Linked DNA regions of Mus musculus: region 2 is linked to region 1. Evidence: chromatin contacts called from public HiChIP or PLAC-seq data. All regions are on one chromosome and are shown on one strand. Each heading gives the region's core, a stretch centred on a gene start, on an enhancer-like site or on the middle of the called end of the contact. The rest is flanking DNA. Distances are from core to core; before and after follow the strand shown. Region 1 holds the start of 2310075C17Rik (RIKEN cDNA 2310075C17 gene). Region 2 holds the start of Cmtm7 (CKLF-like MARVEL transmembrane domain containing 7).

The links. HiChIP or PLAC-seq counts read pairs in DNA pulled down with a chosen protein or histone mark.
Region 2: an H3K27ac HiChIP or PLAC-seq map of large pre-B cells shows a contact between it and region 1, with 2.2 times the contacts expected there. The contact joins the promoter of Cmtm7 here to the promoter of 2310075C17Rik in region 1.

What each region holds. Positions count from the first base shown.
Region 1 is chr9:112,226,120-112,228,819 of GRCm38.p6, reverse strand. 2310075C17Rik (RIKEN cDNA 2310075C17 gene) reads right to left here and starts at 1,364. Exons shown (of 2, transcript NR_131053.1): 1 at 1,149-1,364; 2 at 578-810. The region is part of intron 1 of Arpp21 (cyclic AMP-regulated phosphoprotein, 21); the gene reads left to right.
Region 2 is chr9:114,780,651-114,783,350 of GRCm38.p6, reverse strand. It overlaps Cmtm7 (CKLF-like MARVEL transmembrane domain containing 7), which reads left to right and starts at 1,358. Exons shown (of 5, transcript NM_133978.2): 1 at 1,358-1,683. The coding sequence starts at 1,549. It overlaps Gm9888 (a long non-coding RNA gene), which reads right to left. Exons shown (of 3, transcript XR_003948087.1): 3 at 1,679-2,053.

The DNA of each region.
Region 1 (2,700 bases), core at 115-2,614:
AACAACCCTCACCCTAGAACAACCCAGCATATAAGATCTTCCAGTGAAAGGGAAAATAAATTCATTCATCCTGGCATTTTGATTTATTTGGCATAAAGAATCGCCATAAGGGAGGGGCTGGAGAGATGGCTCACTGGCTAAGAGCACTTGCTGTTCTTGCAGAGAATCTGAGATCTCTTCCCAGTAGCCACCTGGTGGCTCACAACCATCCAATGACACGCATGGTGGACATGCATACATATGGGCAAACACTCATAAACAAAACGTAAATAAATTTAATGGTAATTTAGAACACTGTGGTTGGAATCAACATATGCAGGCTAAAATATCCCCATGTCTTTAAAGTACAACATGGAACATTTAATTTATAAAAGGTTTTCTTTCTCCCAGTTTAAATAAATTATCTTTTCAATAGTACATTAGGTGGTCCAGAAACCATCCACACACTCAGCATTTCAATGTGCCTTCAGAGGACTTCCTCAATGTTACAGCAACTTAGAAAACTCTAGAAAATTCTAGATATAGACCACTGGATTTAAAGAAGGAACAGGTTAACTCATTGGCACCCAAAGGTTAGTCTTGATCCTTTAATTTTTTTTATTTGTATATAAGGAGCACAACTGGAAAATTAAATACTGTCAAATGATTCCCATGTCTCTAAAAGCACAGACAAAATTCTCACAGGACATTATAGCACTTATTTGTGGGAAAACACAGTGAGTGGCGTTCTTGGCTTGTGTCTTGTTTGTCGTGAAGTGTAATTTCAGTAGGAATTCCAGTTCCGCTGTGATGATGCAATGACATCATCAGCTGAGAAGAAAACAAGTACAAGCAGATCTAAGTACGCAACAGAATCCAAACCTTCACAGCATTTACGTTAGCTACACACCACCTCTCTAAAGCAAATGGTCAACTGAGTGTTAAACAATGACTGTAGCTGGGCAATGGTGCACATTTATTACTTGAAAATAAATCTATGCAGTTTATCACCAGAGCATGACTCTATAAGCCAGTATGGTACAAAGTCAAAACTGGTGTTGAATTCCCCCAAATGAATCGTGAGAATTCTGTGAGGAAATGGTCGGGCCAACGCGGCACGCTGTGCTGCTTCATGTTGTTTGTGTTTTATCTATTATACATTTATTTACCTGTGCTGCAGTCAGCAGGATTTTTGGAAGCCAGAATCTCCACAGCAAAGAGTTGATCTAATCTGTTGTTGTTGTTGTTGTTTTGGGTTTTTTTCCAATCCTGGTTTTCAAATATTCCTTAAGAATGTTCTGGAAACATCCAGCAAAGCGGTCTTGATCGAGCTTCCGAAGCGTGCTGTAAAAATCACGCTTGCCCCAGCATGTCATGCGTGCTCTAAGGAACTGTATGTTTAGTCTCACCGTTGCTGCTGTCTCCAGGGTCTATAAATAACTTCCCGTCAGGAACTCTCTTCAGCGTCAGGACGTTAGAGTGCAGAAATGATGTGCCAGTTCATGTGTTACAAAACGTTTAGGCTTAGTGAGATGAGTCAGCCTGTGAAGGTCTCTGCCTCCAAGACGGACAACCTGAGTTCAGTCCCTGGGACCTGCATGTGGAGTGAGAGAAGTGACTCCTGCAGGGTTAGCTTCTGAAGGCCACTCGAGCATAGTAGCTTGGGAATACACATACACACACACACATACACACACACACACACAAACACACACTCACACACATGCACACACACACACTCATACACTCTCACACACACACTCACACACATGCACACACACACACACTCACACACACACTCACACACTCACACACTCACACACACACACACACTCACTCACACAATACTAAGAAGATGAATTTAAGCAATTCTAAACAAATTATATATCTTCCAGAGCACTGGTATAATTATCCTCCTACAAATGATTTTTATATCTGTGTGGTCAAATGTGAGGCAGGGAGTTAGAAGCAAAACTATTTTGACTTTAAGCAGAGTTTGGGATTGAAAGTAGGATTAGAACCAGAGGAGAGGATGTGTACCCAGGGAGGGTAGGACCTCATGTGACAAGAGCAAGAAACAGTTAGGGGAGAGGAAGGGCTGTTCTTGCCAGGAAGTGTCTGTGGCCTCTCTCAGATTCTGTGAACACCATTTGCATCGGGCTGAAAGCTTCTGTGAAGTCAAGCCTGTCTTATGCACCAGCAAACTTCAGTTCTCCACCTTCTGACCTCCAGAAGTACAGTGCTGCTCACCTGAGTGGGGATTTGGTCTAGATGTCTGGCCTCTTCCCCACAGTAAGTAACTCACCATGGGACCATAGCTCAGTGAACCTGTGCAGTAGTCCCCTGATCTTAATACTCTGCTAGTTATATGACTAGTCATTTAGCTAACTACTTACTTCTTATGATCTCCATTTAGAAACTGGGAATTGACCTTCCAGCATTAAAAATCCCTGACATGGAGTGTGACCCACTAAAATGAAGTCTTCATCCTTTTATTTAGAAGGGTTAGACACAGATTTACTTCATTCCATAAATAAAACACAGTTCTCTTAGTTATTTTATTTTAATTTTAATGTGTATGCTTGATTTGCCTGTAAGTATGTCTCTGTAGGACCTGCATGCCTGGTGCCTGCAGAGGTCAAAAGAAGGTGTAGTACATCCCCCGAAACTGTGAGCTTCCTTCCAGTTGGGTACAGGGAATTGGAAGCCTACCCAGGTCCT
Region 2 (2,700 bases), core at 109-2,608, 2.6 Mb before region 1:
CAATTCCCAGCCTGCACATGGCAACTTAAAACTGTAACTCCAGCTTTGTAATTTCTTCTGGCTTCTGCAGGCACCCGGCACACACATGGCGCACAGAGCTAGATGTGGGCAGAACACCCATACACATAAAATAAATTCACTAAGTTAAAAAAAAAATCAAAGAATCTATTTAAAAAAAAAAGTCTTAGGCAGTAGTGGCACACGCTTTTAACCCCAGTACTGGGGAGGCAGAGGCAGACAGATCTCTGAGTTTGAGGCCAGCCTGGATTCCAGAGTGAGTTCCAGGACAGCCAGTAATATACAGAGAAACCCTGCGTGTGGGCAGGGAGCATAAATTAGGACTAACCTGGTGTTGTTTGACTTCTAACACTGAGACAAACAAACTTCTATTCACCCCAGGTCCAATAACAGACCAGGAAAAGAAAAGTAAACATTCCATCATGAGACAAAAGAATCTCTCCTCTTTTCTTAGGCTGCTTTTATCAGACATTTTCTATGTCCTGAGATAGACGAATCTCTCTTCACCGAAGAGTAAGGTAGACAGAGTGACAGAGCAGGACACTAGACATCCTCCACTGGCCTCTGTATACACACACACACACACACACACACACACACACACACATACATACTTAAAAAGATGTACTGCGATGCTGAGAGTGGTGTCCTGATTAGCTTTAACTGTCGACTTTGACAGTGCCTAGAGTCACCTCGGTTGGGTATGGTATCATTCCAGCACCCGGGAAGCAGAGGCAAGGAGAATACCTGCGAGTTTGAGGCTAGCTGGGTTTATACAGGAGTTCCAGGTTAGCCAGTGGTACACACTGAGAGCCTGGCTTGTTTGTTTGTTTTGTTTGTTTTTGAGGCAGGATCTCTCTGTGTAGTCCTGGCTGTCCTGGGGCTCACTATGTAGACTAGGTTGACCTCGAACTCACAGAGATCCTCCTGCCTCTGCCTTCCTAGTGCTGGAATTAAAAATAAGTGCTACCCAACTCTGGCAAGAGAGAGTATGTTTTTAGAAAGAAAGAAAAAAAGGCAAAAATAACAACAACAAAAAAAAATAATAAGAAAGAAAGCAGAATGGTGGGAGGGTGGGGGAGGAAGGTCCTGAGGCGATGGACCTGTTTTTATTGCTGTAGGTGATGGTGGCACAGGTGCGTGCCCCGTGCACACACACAGAAGCAGAAATGAACAGCGCAGCACGGTATGCTCAGGGCATTTCCCCCTACTCGTGTCAGTACCTAGTAGCAGCCGCACCCACACAAAAAATCCCTGGAGGCTCATCACCAGCTGTGACCTGGGCGGTGCGCTCCTGGGAGAGGCCAGGGCCCCAGGCGTCCGGTTTCCTGCCCACGCCAGTCCAACTTCCGCGTGTCTAGAGGGCAGGGGCTTGCGGGGCATCTGCTCCCGAGTCCTCTCCGGGTCCGGCCGCAGCTGGGAAGAGGGAGCCGTGCGCCCCGCCCCTGAGGCTCCGCCCCGTCCCGTCCCAGCTTCACCGGCCAGAGGTCCCCGGGCCTCGGAGGCGGCCAGCCCGGGCTGGGTCGCGCGATGTCTCATGGATCGGGGCTCGTCCGGACCACGTGCAGCAGCGGCGGCGCGCTGGGGCCAGGCCAGCCCTCGGAGGGACTGCTGGACCGGGTGTACCCGCTCACCCACGGCGCCCTGTTCAAAGTGGCGCAGATGGTAAGAAGAGTGGAGTGGAACCTGGGGACCCGTACACGGGGCTGCACCTGGCCCGGACCTTGGGAGCACCGCGCGCCCCTTTGATGCCCCAGTGTCCCCCTAGAAAGTTCCGGGAACAGCCGACAGGATCCCTGGCCCCCTCACTTCTCCAGCTGCCTCCCTACCGGGCCCAGCTCACTTCCCCACCGAAACCCGGGGTGCGAGTTCCTCCTCGTCTTCCTTCCTCTTCTCCAGGCCGCACGTCTCGCACCCGGGCTGGGGGAGGGAGAGTCTCCTGCTATCCCCTGCCATCTCCAGGCCGCGCACGGGCTCCCGCCCGAGAGGGTAGAGCTCGGCGACAAGAGGGCTCGGCTTGACTTTCGAATCTCTGCTGGGGATCGGGAGAAGCGCCGCCTTTCAGACCATCGCCAGGTCCCCTGCGCCCTGTCAGCCTTCCGAGGCGCCTCAGAAGGCAGAACTAGTTAACTAGGTTAACTAGGCAGGCTTGTGGCTAGGGGGCTTCTGGTGCTCGCTTGGAGCCAGGCAGGGCAAGGCGAGCAGCCGGCTGTTACTGTGACCAGAGCTGCACAAAAGCTTCTGGCCCGACCAGAAGTTTACCAGGCCTGATCCTGTTCGCTCTCTACCCACCCTTCTTTTTTCCCTCCCGTTTTTGTTTTTCAACCTCTGTGCAAATGTCTCGTCTACAATACCTTTTCTGTTTGTGTGGTGTGTTTTGAAACTGGGCTGGGCCGTTTGAATTCCCTACTTATCATGGGTGGAGAGGGGAGTGGTGGTTTGTAGAAAGCTGCGGAGAGATGTAGGGACCCCAGTGCAAGGTCACAGACCCGGAAGCTGGGACCTGCCAGCGAAGCTGGAGCAGCCTCCCCCCTCCCCGACCCCCCCCCCCCGGGGCTGGTACAGGGCCAGAGCTTTGTGCCTTCCATAACCGTTATTTTGGATGCCTAGAGTGTAGAAAGGTGGGAGGAAGACGTTCCGCCTCTCCTGAGAAGGGTGCCTAAATGGACCAAGATTGGGACA